Linked DNA regions of Mus musculus: region 1 is linked to region 2. Evidence: chromatin contacts called from public promoter capture Hi-C data. All regions are on one chromosome and are shown on one strand. Each heading gives the region's core, a stretch centred on a gene start, on an enhancer-like site or on the middle of the called end of the contact. The rest is flanking DNA. Distances are from core to core; before and after follow the strand shown. Region 1 overlaps Syn3 (synapsin III). Region 2 overlaps Syn3 (synapsin III).

What was found. Capture Hi-C pulls out chosen DNA fragments and counts their contacts.
Region 1: a contact with region 2 is called in a promoter capture Hi-C map of adipose tissue. The contact joins two enhancer-like sites. A contact is called at or near these places in 1 of 15 datasets of contacts at CTCF or cohesin (the NIH/3T3 cell line), 3 of 484 Hi-C or Micro-C datasets (embryonic fibroblasts, nephron progenitors and uterus) and 3 of 9 other capture datasets (adipose tissue, liver and pancreatic islet).

What each region holds. Positions count from the first base shown.
Region 1 is chr10:86,266,122-86,273,259 of GRCm38.p6, reverse strand. All of the region lies in intron 6 of Syn3 (synapsin III), which reads left to right. Among named protein-coding and RNA genes, the nearest start is that of Timp3, 31 kb to the left of the region's middle. Within about 2 kb of position 2,634, at least 37 of the 459 cell types and tissues checked have an H3K27ac peak or open chromatin away from gene starts, as enhancers often do. A contact at or near this core is called in the NIH/3T3 cell line, adipose tissue and embryonic fibroblasts, where this site is marked.
Region 2 is chr10:86,062,087-86,069,113 of GRCm38.p6, reverse strand. Syn3 (synapsin III) reads left to right here. Exons shown (of 14, transcript NM_013722.3): 10 at 1-88; 11 at 4,184-4,318; 12 at 5,065-5,152. Gm51812 (a long non-coding RNA gene) reads right to left here and starts at 47. Exons shown (of 3, transcript XR_003949027.1): 1 at 1-47. Within about 2 kb of position 3,988, at least 59 of the 459 cell types and tissues checked have an H3K27ac peak or open chromatin away from gene starts, as enhancers often do. A contact at or near this core is called in the NIH/3T3 cell line, adipose tissue and embryonic fibroblasts, where this site is marked.

The DNA.
Region 1 (7,138 bases), core at 1,385-3,884, 210 kb before region 2:
ATCCTCATGGATCTCTGAGTTTTACAGATGAAGACAGCAATTCCATAGTAGCAACACCAGGATGTAGAGCTGTATGGTGACTGTCCCTCTTGGGAGTATTTCAGTGGATATCAATTTAGACCCTAAGCCCGGATGCAAGCTCATCCTCTTGACTTAGAGCCAGATTTATTTTAGGCCACTAGGCTACCTTTTGCCATTTTCCTATCCAGTTCTTAAGAAACCTGTAGCATTTGGCTATTGGGAGCTGCCCTCTGACCCCACCCAAGCTGGTTTCCTCAGAGATTTCTTTGCTTCTTTGCAAAGGAAGAAATAAGAGGGATGTCCAAGAGCTATTAACTGTACGTGTCCAGTTCTCGTCAGAGGACCTGTTACAGAGAAGCAGAATTCCTGTTCCATGCTGGATCCCCCTCTCTGCTAGTTCTTCAGGAAAGCTGATTAGCAACTGCAGCTTCTCCCTCCAGTTTTAGAGGCACCCAGACCCCTGTATGGACATCAGTACTGTTCCTCTGTCTCCATGCTTTGTCCTACTTCCAAAGATGCTTATTCATCGCCTGCTATTTCTCTCTATTCATTGATCATCTATGTCAACTTTCTTGTCCTCATTTTTAGATCTGAACTTTCTTTACCCAAGGTAGTAAAGACCCTAAAACTTCCCATTGGCTTCCTGTGGATCTATTACAGTTCAGATCACTGCCAATAATCTCTGGAGTACTCTGAGTCCCCAATGCTACATACATACGAGTCATGTAGACAGACTATCTGGATTTGAAGCCTGGCTCTGCCTCAGTTTCCAAGTCAGTAAATGGGAATGCCCTCGTTTGCTTTTTGTTACTGTGAAAGTCATCATAACATAAACAACTTAAAGGAAGAAAAGAAACAACTTATTTGTCTGTGCGTGGAAGGAAGTCAGAGCAGGGACTCATGGTCTGGAGCAGAAACCAAGGAAGAAATGATGTTTGCTGGTTCTTACTTCCTGGTTCACATTCAGCCTTTTTCATACAGATCAGGCTTACCTGCCTAGGAAGGGATGACACCACCCGTGGTGGGCAGGGTCCTCCCACATCAATTAGCAATCAAGAAAATGCCCCACAGACATGCCAAAAAGCCAATCTGCTGGAGGCAATATTCCAGTTAAGATGTTCTCTTGTGAAGGTTAAATGAATTCCCATGGTGTCTTAGTCAGGGTTTCTATTCCTGCACAAACATTATGACCAAGAAGCAAGTTGGGGAGGAAAGGGTTTATTGGGCTTACACTTCCATGTTGCTGTTCATCACCAAGGAAGTCAGGACTGGAACTCAAGCAGGTCAGGAAGCAGGAGCTGATGCAGAGGCCATGGAGTTTCTTACTGGCTTGCTTCCCCTGGCTTGCTCAGCCTGCTCTCTTATAGAACCAAGACTACCAGCCCAGAGATGGTCCCACCCACAAGGGGCCTATCCCCCTTGATCACTAATTGAGAAAATGCCTTACAGTTGGATCTCATGGAGGCATTTCCTCAACTGAAGCTCCTTTCTCTGTGATAACTCCAGATGTGTCAAGTTGACACAAAACTAGCTAGTACACATGGTATATACAAATACAAAAAATAATAATTACTTTATGGATTTACTAAACATGTTTTTGCCTTTTACAATAAGATTGTGTTTGTATAGCTTACACATTCAAAGTTCTGAGAAGAGTGCTGATGCTTTCTACTGCCACTGTAGCCACAACAGCATAAGAGTAACTATGAGGTTAGTGCCATTGCTCCTACGTGTCCAGAAGTAGAATATCTCAGTTTGACTAGGCCTTCTGGTTTACCAACTACTACTCTTTTTCTCAACAGGCTCTGGAGGTGAGTAGCATTTTCTTCGCCTTTCATACAAGCATAATGAGGCTCAGAGACACAAGAGTTGACATAGCCTAGATCATCTAACCAAGAGGTGGAAGACCAAAACATGCTCCTCAGTCCTTGTGACTATGGTGCCAAGCTGCACCCAGCCTTGTCCTGTTCATTTTTCCTTTGCTCCTCTCTTCATGGGTACAGCCATTAGGCTTTCCTTACCAGGAGTCTTCATGTCCTTAGAAGAGCGACCCATTCAAGATCTATAAAGCTTAACGCATCCAATTGGACATAGCATCCAGCCAGGTCTGCTAAAGTAATTTTCAATCTGACATTGCATTCATTCCAACCTTTTGTCTTCTTGGCCCATTTCTAAGCTCGATGCATTATAACAAAGAGATTTATTTCTGAATGGTTGCTGTTCACACAGAAATAAAGGAGCCAATACCGTTGTGTTGAGAATTGGCGTATTGTACAGCCTAAAGAAACATAACATGGGCAAAGCAAAAAAGGTTCCAATTCCTAGGCCTCTTGGGTAATCATGGTAGCACTCACTTGAGACACACCCCCTTTCCCAGTTCAGACTCCCTGTCTATTCTTTCTTTTGGGATATGATACCCTCTGGTATCTGAGATTGCAAATCTGATGTCCAGACCCCTCCCCTCACAATCCATACTGTCTCTGTGGAGAAAACACACTCTGGCCAGACTCCCGAAGGATCCCCATTCCAGGCTGCTGAGTCCTTCATGAGCCCCACAGGATGGTTTGAGAGTTCCTCTGCCCTGACAGTCTCCTGATGTGGTTATTTTTAAGGAAAGTTCCACAGAGCAAAACCTCACAGGGACACTGGTGTTTGAGGGCTGGGCTCTTCCTGCCTTCCTCTGGAGACTGGTTTTGAGGTTGAATCACTGAATCATTCAGCAAAAGTAAATAAATAAGCGGAGGAAGGGAATCTTCCTCAAAAGGAATTGTGTTACCTCCTCCTCTGACACAAAGCATCTGTCATCACCGAGGAGTTGTCGACAGTCTCTCTGGGACTGTCCTTTATTCCAGAGGCACACACACTCCTTTCCTTAGAGAGGGGATGAGGAACAAGCTGTCCATGTTCCACAGTTTCTGAGGAGACTGACCTCAATGTCCTCTTCCTCCTCCTCCTCCTTCCTCTCAAGTAAAATGACCTGCCCATGTGCCTGAGGTCTTGTGAATTTGCTTGGTTTCCTCTGGGGCTCACCCACTCCTTCTTGTAACTCCAGCATGTAGTTTCCGTGGGGCTACCTCTTGTTTCTCTCCCCTGTGCCAGTTTTCCCTTGACTCTTCCCCTTCATGCAAAGAACAGGACAGAGAGCTCATCTGATCCCCAAGTCCAAGCCCCCAGCTTTGAAGATTTGGCAAATGAAGTTGGGGCAGCTGCAGAGACCAGAACTGGGACTCATGGAAGCTTAGAGGAAGAGTGAAGGCTACAGTCATAGCCACATTGCTCCATGGAGTATTTCACCGGCTGTTGAATTGAATAGACCCCAACACTCCACCTCCTGATTTTTAGATGCTGCCCTTGCATGGGTGAGCTCCTGGACCCCATATACCTTGAGGGCATCCCTGCTAGGTCAAAAGGGCTGAGAGATAAAACAGGACATTCAGAGGAGCATTTGGTGGGCCTTCAATATCCATTATGCCAGGTATCTCTGACCCTTGTCTCAACTACTTGGCCAGTTTTGAGGTCTCCTGGGTCATCACATCAATGTCTTCCCCTGAATGGAGCCCACTCAAGATCTTCTGTAGCACAACATTCATCCATCACCTCAGTTCCAAACTTAGGATTATTAAGATCTAGGACATTAGAGCCATTCTGACACATTTCCTATCCTCTCTCCCCATTTGTTTTAACACCTCTCCTCTCACTGGGTGATGAGGCTCATTTCTAAAACCTGATGAACCTCAGTAAGAAGTGATGAACCTCAGAAGCTGGTGTGGACATGCCAGGAGTACCATAGGGTGGCCTGAATGGACTTTCTAGCAATCTGTCCTTCCATGGTAGGACATGCCATCATGAAGGCTCGACTTCATAGTCACTCGAAGATCTAGGGAAAGTTAAGTTGCTGATCATGTCTGAGCCCTGTTTTCTTGTTTCTCTCTTGGGGAATCTGCCTAACAACTTGCCTATTGTGAGGATGGGACTTCATGGTATTGTTTAGGGGAAAGTGCTTGGGAGCCCTTGTTTCTCTCATCTCCTGAGTTGCTGGGCAGAGGTCATAGAATGAAGGGAGAGTTTAGCTTAGACTCCAACCTCTAAGACTTTAAAACATGACAAGCATAAATGTTTCTAAACATGTAATTGTCAAACACTATTGTTAACCACCCAGGAAGCCTGACGCGTCTACCTGTGTTACATTTCATGACTTCACTGCAGTCTTGGTTCCAAACATACAGCATGGGCACTTCCCACTGAAATGCCTCACACAGCTCAGGTTTGAGACCACCACATGTTATGAACTGTGATGTTTTTACTGCACATTTCTATAAGAGAAAAAAATCCTGATTTAATTTTAGAAAACAAAGACATAATACTTTCCTTCCTCCACTCCTTAACATGCAAGTATCAAATTAATATATCTTTGGATTGTGTTCTGTTAGAATGTTTGATTTTTAAAATTATTGCTTTAGTTTCTGACATGAGTTTCATTAAAAAAATATTCGGATGGAGTTTTATCTTGGGATTAGGCAAAACTTTCTAGCAATTTCTGAAATGGCTGTAACCATTCTTCTACCATTTTATACCATGTATTTATGCAAAATAGCATTCTCAGCAGTGACCATTATAAAATCAAAATATGAGTCACATCTGAAATAGAAGGGCTGGAGAGGTGGCTTAGTGATTCAAGTGCTTGTCTCACAAGTGCGAGATGCAGAATTTACAACCCAGAAATTCACATGCCTAGTAGCCTGCCTACCTGTAGCTCCAGCCTTGGAGGCCAGAGAGCAAGCTGGGTAGCAAGACTTGTTTATATATTGGCAGCTTCAATGATTTTGTTACAGCAACATGAAATGGACTAATGCAGGAATCTCAGAGAAAGAGACCAAGAATATACACAAGTAAGTCTGCATAGCCAAGATCTGCCCTGATCCCCGTGAAGCCTCATTAACTGAGTCTAGAACCTCACATCATATTCAATTTAACTCAGAACACTTTCAGTATTCACCTCCTCCACACAATGCAGCCACCATGTGAATCAAGGCAAGGCATCACTCCGGCTTGTTTGTTTGTTTTGAAATAATTGCCAGGAAGTGTTGATCAGTTTTTAAAAATTTCACATCACTAACTTTGACCCAACTTCTGGAATTTAAGCTACTAATGAAACACCTCACTCAGCCCACATTCACCCCGTGGGTGTATGCTTGTTCTACCCGTAAGCACAAGCATCAATCCATTTCATTATGTCTTCCAGTGGTGTTATGGGAAAGTATTTGGAAATAGAAATGTATGTTATTTTATCGTGTTATTTCTCCTATCACAATCAATGATATGTGCCATTTTTACTAAAAATCATGCAGGTGGATAACTGTGGATTTTTCTTGCAGTAAAGTGATGTTCACACAGTTCAAGAAGCATCATAAGTTATTTGTAGAATTTTCCTATAGGTACTGAGGACAGAATCCCAGACACACTAACCACATGCTATTCTCCTGAGTTCCATGTCAGCCCAGTAGATGTTGGTTATAGGAAGAGGACATTGAGTGTGAGACGAAGGTGATGTTACTGTGGTAGATAAAGAGGCACCATAACAGAATGGAGACAAGTTTTTCCGTAGGCTTCTGCTGAGGCCAGAAGAGTGGAAGCACTGTAGCAGGAGTCTAAAGACCTGAGTTCAAATCTTGGTTCTGCCTTATCTCGATGTTGAAAGCCAACCAAACCTCCCTGGCCTTTGTTTCTGGACCATAAAGGGATCCTCTCAGATGATAACTGGGGTGGGGGGTGTCTTACAATGTAACAGACTGTAGCTCTGAATCATTTTTGAGGGACCCTAAGAGTCCTTCTGGGACAATTGACACCTTAGGTCTTGGAGTGATAAGAGTGTTCATTGGTATGAATGGAAGACACCATCTTGGGAAGGCTATTTTATTTCTCTAGGCCTTAGATTTATCCACAGTGAAATCAGAATTTCAAACATCCTACATCATTAGGGTGTTAGACTCATCAAGTATCACTTCTAAAAGTATTGTAACTTAGTGGTTCTCAGTACATGCTAGAAGTTAGTTTTCTTCTTCTATCCTCCCTACCTTCTCTGACTTCTGTAGACCAACCCCCAACCTCTACTCTGCTCCCTAGCCTTCTGTCACAGAAAAAGTTGGAGAAAAGATGGAAATGTGGAGGCTGAGTCTCCACAGTATTCTTGCTGAAAGGTTAGGAGTTCCTGATTACTCCAGAGAATTTCCACTTCCCTTTACTGGGCCAGCTCTAGGATCCCTGGAGATAAAAATAACTAAGACAGTAAAACTCTCTGGGGGCTTCTCTATCCCTCACCCAAAGCCATTCTCTCCTGAGAAGCCAAGGAAAGAATTTCCACTTAGTCTGGTACCACAGGACCAGGAGCCTTGACCGTCAAGTCAACTTCTGATCCAGCCAGTGAGGACGATGCAAAGACTAGTTGAGAGTATACATTTGATGATGTGCTGGAATTTGTGATGTAAGTCAAAGTAAGTGGATGTGGGGAACCACATCAATGAATCCCAACACACCCTGCTTATCTTGTTCTTGAGCCAAGCCTTCAATGGGTGGAGGACTGTGTTTTCAGAAGAAGTGATTCAATGGCTTTGAGATTTCATAGTCTAGGAATTGATGACTGGCAAAATATGGGAAGGGGAAGGAGAAAACATCCCTGGTCATGGGGTAACCCCTTCCCAAAGTTCCAATTTGTCAGCCCTCTTGCCTTTAGAGCCTTCAGTTGTCAGCTCTTCCCCATTCACTACACCCTAGGAAACCCATTCATACTGACGTCAACAGGAATCAAAAGTTTCCTTTAGGTGACTCTCTTTGCCCATTTGCCTAGCTCAGCATCAAAGAGTTCTCAGGACAAGGGAGGCTGAGCCAAGTGGCTCAGAGCATGATCAGCAACCTGTCTACACATTGACAGTTCAGATCCAAGGACACACAGCCCTGTGAATAGGACCCACATTCTAGAGGAGGTAATTGTCAAAGAAGGGGGTCAAGCAACTCCATCAATGGCTGTGAACCTGAGAATGTTGGGAGGAAAAGCCAGAGAGGTGCACCTCTCCCTGTTCAGAGATGAGTAGATCCTACAGGGCTTCTCAGAGGAGAGGGC
Region 2 (7,027 bases), core at 2,739-5,238:
GGACAGCTGCTCAGAAATGTTCGGCGGCCTAGACATCTGTGCTGTCAAGGCTGTCCACAGCAAGGACGGCAGAGATTATATCATCGAGGTGAGGAATGAAGCAGGAGGGTCCAGCCTGGACCATCCCCAGCAGGGCAGCCATGTTCTGGCTCCTGGCCAGCCTACCTGTAGCTCAGGGCATAGTGAGACATTCCCTCATGCTTCATGCACCCACCTCAACTGTAGCAACAGTGGGGAACCTTCCTGTTCTGTACTCTGAGCTCAGAGTTCAAAACTCGGGGCACAGATTTTTCCCAGCTTGTCGGGCCAAGAGTCCACAATATGCTGTGCCATTGTTCTCGTTGTTCAAGCACATGAAGTAAATGCATTCCCCTTACCACCGTGCAAGGGTTCCACCCTTGCATTCCTTCAAATAAAAACCATGGGCTCCAGGGAATCCTTTGGACCAGGCACTGGGTAATTCTAAGAGGCAATCTTGAACCCAGGAGAATCAGAATTGACAGGCTGCAAGAAAAGGTGACAGGGCATCATTGAGCAAATGGACACCATTGTACAGAGTGTGGCTGCAGTGTGGGGGTGCGGGAGGGGGCAGCAGATGCAACTACCAGAGACAGAATTGTAAGAGATGTTCACAGATGGGAAATGGGACCCAGGATCACTCTCAAGACCCTTCTGCAGCCTATACATCTCTCCATCCCACAGTATCCTCTTCCCTCTATGACCCCTTCCTACCCTCCTCGGAGCTCCTCCTTTCTTCCCCAGTTCCCAGCCTCCAACACTTCCACAACTTTAACCTGAAACACCCCTATGGCCTCGGGGGCTCCCCTCCAATCCCAGCTACCTAGCTCAGCAATCACACGTGGGCCTTTCAGCTCTCTCCTTCCATGAGGCTAGCTCGTCAGCCCATAAGGGAGGAATGAGGTGACACCAGGCGAACACACGTGAGGGGAGCCCTGTGGTCACCCCTCCCCTGCAGCTGCCTCTCCACGAGTGTGGGCAACTAATGAGAGGCACATGGCTCGGATGACCACAAGCAGCCAGCCAGTCAACCAATCCCCGTGCCTGCCCCACTGCTGAGGAACCCACAGGCAAACGGCACCAGGTAACTGAATGGGTTACCACCAGGTCAGGGAGGGGTTCCGTTGGCAGCAGAGGCCAGGAGCCCAGAGCAACAAACATTCTCACTAGTTAAGTCACCAGGAGAGTTGAATGCTCCCACCAGATGAGTGGCATCTCTGTATAGGACTCCATCCTCTGCTCAAGTCAGGGACCACGGTCCCTCTGATCGTTACCAGAACAGAGGTGAATAAAGGACCACTTCACCTGGGACATCAGCAGCACCTGTCAAACCACCCAGCATTGCCTTTCCTCACTAGGACATTAGACATGAATCTGGTTTGGGAATGTATGCATGAGCAAACACACACACACACTTTCTTATTTCTTCACTCTGGGAACCAGACTCTAAACCAGATAAATGGGGCTCCGATGTTACAGGAGAGTGGGAGAGGGCTGCTATCCCATTAGGAAGACCAGGGAGCTGGAGAGATGGCTTACAGTCAAGAAGTCTTGTTCTTGCAGAGGACCTAGGTTTGGTTCTAGGCATCCAATGTCATGGTCACAGCCATCTGGAATATGCATATGTAGACATACATGCAGGCAAACACACTACACATAAAATAATAAACCGTAAGGAGTAAAAAAAAAGGATATAGACTGGTTTCCTCTTCTCTTGGTTTACACACACACACAGAGCTGTGAGCTCTGGTCTCTGAGATCTCTCCACTTGCACAAAAAGCCATCCATACCCATGTGTCCCAGCTCTGGACACTGAACAAGGGTAGGAATGAAAGATGCTTCACATTTAAAAACAAACAAACAAAAAAGCCAATTTGGGTCTTCTAAATACAAGAAAACAACTTTTCACAAATGTTCCAGAAAACCTCAAACAAACAAAAAAAGATGGCTTTCAGATTTGTTTTTTGGTTTGTTTGTTTTTTTTTTTTTTCCTCAGAAACATTAGAGAATTGTTTTCCTTTGGAGTTTGGGGTGGAGTCAAGAAGAGAGGGAGTTTATTCCTGGGAATCTAAAATGTATCTTTCCCAGTAAGGGGGACAAGGGAGCAGAGATCCAAAAATATTGTCTCTGTAGTACTTGTGACACATTTGTGAGGGTGCTCAGGGGAAACACCCGGGACCTCTTCCTCTCTGATCTGGCCCAGGGAATGACCTTGCTCACTGGGAAACAATGTTTCCCTGGGGAGAGTGTGTCCACTGTTGGGGATTCCAGTTCTTGACTTCAGGTTCCTTGTAGCGGCCATTTTCCATTTCTCCGAAGAGAATGTAGAGACTGATCCGGGGCAGAAAACAATGGGTAAGGTTAAAGGAAAGAGGGACAGGCAGGGTGCTGGGAGCCCGGGAGCATTGGGGACAGACTCAAGCACCTTTGTAACTGCTGCTGGAGACTGCCCGTGACCCCAGAGGGATCCATTTAGGGACAGTTTACAGGCCCTTCTGGAATCCATACCCACACCCTAGTTTGCTTTTCAATTTCTGAGGCACTCCAGGTGCTTGTACTCAAAATCCCCTGAAAGTCACAGTCAGGAGAGTCTTAGCAGCCGCCTGAACCCTTAATTTACAGTTGACAGAAAATAGACCTGGAAAAGACAAGAGACTTCCCCCAGGCAAGTTCACAGCAGAACACAGGCCTGGAACCCTGGCTGCCTCATGTGACGTCAGAGCTGCCCAGTGCTTGCTTAGGAGGTCCCTGCTGCTATAGAACTCTCTGTCTCCTCACCACTGATGAGGAGACAGTAAAAATCCTCGAAGACTCACTCTGAGATAGGGTCCCATGTAGCCCAGGCTGCCCTCAAATTCAATATGTAGGAAAACCTTGAACCTCTGATGGCCCCTGTCTCTGCCTCCTGAATGTTGGAGTCATGGCTGCTAGGGGTGGAAGCCCCTAGCATGCAAAGTGAGTACTGTAGTCACATCTCCAGCCCAGCAAAGTGATACCTGAAGATAGTGCTGACGTCATCTATACCTGGTTCTTAGAATAGTATCCCATATATCACCAGTGCTCGGTGACACTGTACTGTCAAGCCCTCCCATGGTGAACAGAGCTTACTGCAAGAACTTCCCCCCACCCACCTCAGGACACAGGCCACCCTGACTCTGTGGGTACACATGGCCAATGATAATTCTGGGACAAAGCCCTCCAATGGGACAGTTGAGTGAGCTCAGCAAAGACATGGGTACAGAGGGGCTCCTGGGTCCTGAAGGGTTTCTGGAGGAAAGGCAGACTTGGTGTTTCATGATGGATAAGGAGTTAGCCAGGAGAGGGGTGGGCAGAGAGACCTGGGTACAGGGTCTGGCAGTGAGAATATCCAATGACCCCAGAGCTGAGCAAGGGGCAGAGTGGGTTTGTCAGGGTGAATCAGGTGACAGACAGGGGAAGACTGGATTCCAACAGTAGAGGAAAGAGGTGGTGAACACAGCCTTGTCACAGGTCTATCAAGACTTTATGTTCCCTTTAGACCATCAGCTGCTGATACCTAGTGATCAACTGACTCACATCTCTGAGCCTCAGTTTCCCCTTCTACTCCAAAAGTAGACTGACCAACATGACCTCCCATAATGCCACCCCTTCTTCCTTAAGGACAGCTGATTTCCAAGGAGAATTTCATTTTAGGCCTGTGTCCTGCCAGGAGCCCCGAGACAAATGTCTTTCCTCTTTTGTCTTCTCTGTTAACCCTGGGTCACTTCCAGCCTGTGTCAAATTTTTAGTTGTTGTTATAACTGAGCCCCCACTAGTTCCCAGTTCTGAGGACATCTTTAACCTTGGGCCAGAAGAGAGAGGGCCAGCCCCAGCCCTGGGAGGACGGTGGAGTGGGAAATGAGGGGTTGGGAAATGAGGGGGTGGAGACCGACGCCCCAAAGAAAAGTACAGAAAAGGTCAACACATGCTTCCTGGCCCCAGTCACGTTGCTGGACTCCAGCTTGTGGAGGCTGAGTTGAACTGAATCCAGGGAGGGAGCCCAGACATCAGGAAGGACCCAGCTGGGCACTTTGCATGGAGGACATTGCCATCTAGTGGTCATTCTGTGTTGAGCCCAGTGTCAACATTCCTGGAATCTGAAGCCCTCTTCAGGGTCCTTCAGCCTCCTTTGCTCCCTCCCCACTAGGTCATGGACAGTTCAATGCCCCTGATTGGAGAACACGTGGAAGAAGACAAGCAGCTAATGGCTGACCTTGTCGTTTCCAAGATGAGCCAACTCCTGGTGCCAGGGGCCACGGTGCCCTCACCTCTGAGACCTTGGGTAAGGTTCTCTTGAGAACAAAGAATAGTGGCTCTGGAATGAAAGCCCCTAGGATCCAAAGGAGATAACCCCGGGCTGGCATCATGTAGAATGGGTTGGGGACAGAGGCAGGAAGGGCCTTGCAGGGGCCCTCTCAGAGCCTCATATTCCCTAGGAAGAAAACTGTCCCATCAGCCTTTAGACAGATTGTTAGCAACATTCATCTCTGTGTTCCCATGTTGGACCTGAGCAGAGGTGTGTGCAAGAATACTTGTACACAGATGCCCTATGTCCCCAGTGCACAGGTCAATAGAAACTATTGTGTCTCAGTTTTCCCCACCCCCCAAACCAGCAATCTCACAATACACACACACACACACACACACACACACACACACACACACACACTGCTCAGGCCTTAGCAGGGACTACCAGACCAGTCTTCAAAAGTTTACCAGCTTGCTAGCCTTCTGGGAAAGCAAGTTTCAAATCTTGCCCCCAACCCCAGCCCCTCCTTATTCCACAGAAACTCATCTCTTCATAGACAGGGGGAAAGTAGTTAAACTCAAGGGGCTGTTGGGAGCCAGGGGGCGGGGGGAGGCATTTGCAGCATCCTAAAAATCTATTCTAAAAATCTATCATGAGCTACACTGAAGAATTGCGCATCATGGATTTTACATCGGTGATTTTTTTAAGGCTTATATAAGGCTTAGCCTCCCACCAGAAATACTGTAGCCACTGGCATCATTTCTCTTCTCTTGCTCTAGGGTCCACAGACTAAACCTGCAAAATCTCCAGGGCAAGGCCAGCTAGGACCTCTACTAGGACAGCCCCAGCCAAGGCCACCTCCACAAGGTAAGCCACAGGTCAGCCACAGAGAGACACTGTTTTCAATAACATTGAAATGCAGTGCAGAGGACTGTGAGGTGTCTCAGTGAGAAGAACTCCTTTTGTGCAAGCATGAAGACATGAGTTCAAATCCCCGTCACACAAGTAACAAGCTGGGCATAGGCAAACATGCCTGTAGCTACAGCACTGGAGGAAGGGAGAAACAGGCAGTTCTTGGGAACTGGCTAACGGGTTAGTCTAGCTCAAATGGTCAGCTTCAGGCTCAACAAGAGATGCTGTCCAAAGCAGTGTTTCTCAACCTGTGGGTCATAACACCTTTATGGTTGCATATCAGATATCCTGCATATCAGACATATACGTTGTGAATCATAATAGTAGCAGAATTACAGTTATAAAGTAGCAAGGTGGTCACTGAAATGTGAGGAACTAGATTAAGGGGTCACGGCATCAGGAAGGTTGAGAACCACTGGGCTAGAGTAAGGTAGGAAGCAATAGAGAAAGACACTCAGTGTCCTCTAACCTCCACGTGTACATCCAAGGGTGTGTACCTACACAGAGCAACTAAATAATAATTAAATCAATAAAAGTGCATTGCTGGAGACAATGGTTCTCTACCTTCCTGGTGCTGCAACCCTTTAACACAGTTCCTCGTGTTGTGGTAATTCTAAACCACAAAATTATGCTTGTTGCTATTTCATAACTAATTTTGCTACTGTTATGAAGTGTAATGTAAAGATCTGTGTTTTCTAGTGGTCTTAGGCAATCCCTGTGAAAGGGTTGACCACACGCACGCACGCACACACTCATGCACGCACGCACACACACACGAGGCCACGATCCATGAGAACTGCTGGTCTAGACAATCCATCCTGGTGCTTTATCCTTACTGTGTATACTCCCTCCATCTACATGATGAGGACCCTAGGAGGGATGCTGTCCTCCTGAGGTCAGGGAAGGAGTTGGAAAGAGAGAACAGAAGGATTGCTAAGTATTTAACCTGTCAGCCCCTGTGCTGGGGCCACTCCCTTCTACACTGGAATTCGTCCTCCCTACTGCTCTGTAGAGGAAGCGTTAGGGTTTCCCTGTTCCCCAGTAGGAAGTTGAAGCTTTGCCCAGGAAGGCACAATGAGAAGATGGCTGGTTTACAAGCCTGGACCTTTAAGCCTTCTGGGAAATGTTATTTCTAGCCACTAGTGGTGCCTGAGTATACATTTGTGAGCCAAGCAGCTAGAGTGAGAAAGATAAAAGAAACTCCTAACATTATACCCTCAGCTGCCAACATTATTCCTCAAAAGAGTTGCTGCTTGATAGGGGGTGGATACAGGAAGGACCACAAGAAGTGAGGGGAAGGGGCGGGGGTGTCAGGAGAATAGCTAAAGACCTCCTGGAGGAAGGCTCTCCCACGAAAGGGCTCAAGAGGAGTACCTACAAGCATGTCTCTTGCAGCAGAGGAGGGTGCTCAGCTCCGCTGCTCTGAGCCAGCTGGGGCTTCAGAACAGCTTGCCATGGGAATGCCAAGGCAGATGATCTCCTGTGGTCTTGACAGAAGGTGTCTCCTCCATTCTGTCCTGAACTTTCTAGTCACTTCTATTAAAGTGACAGATGGCTTCCTCTTCCACAGCTCTAGGAAACACAGCTCCCACTTCCTTCCCTCCCTGCCTTCATCCCTTTCAGCCTTCTCTCTCTCCTTCCTGTAAAAGCAACTTTGTCTCAGAGGCTCACTGCCTGTGTCTGCTAACCTAGGCCGCCTAGTCCTGGAAGCTTCTAGCTTCTGTACAATCTACTCCTAGAATGTTTTTCAGCATCTGGGACTTGCTGATGAATATATTCACCCTTTCTAGTTCTTTCTGATTTCTGGCTGGCTAATTCAACTCAGCTATC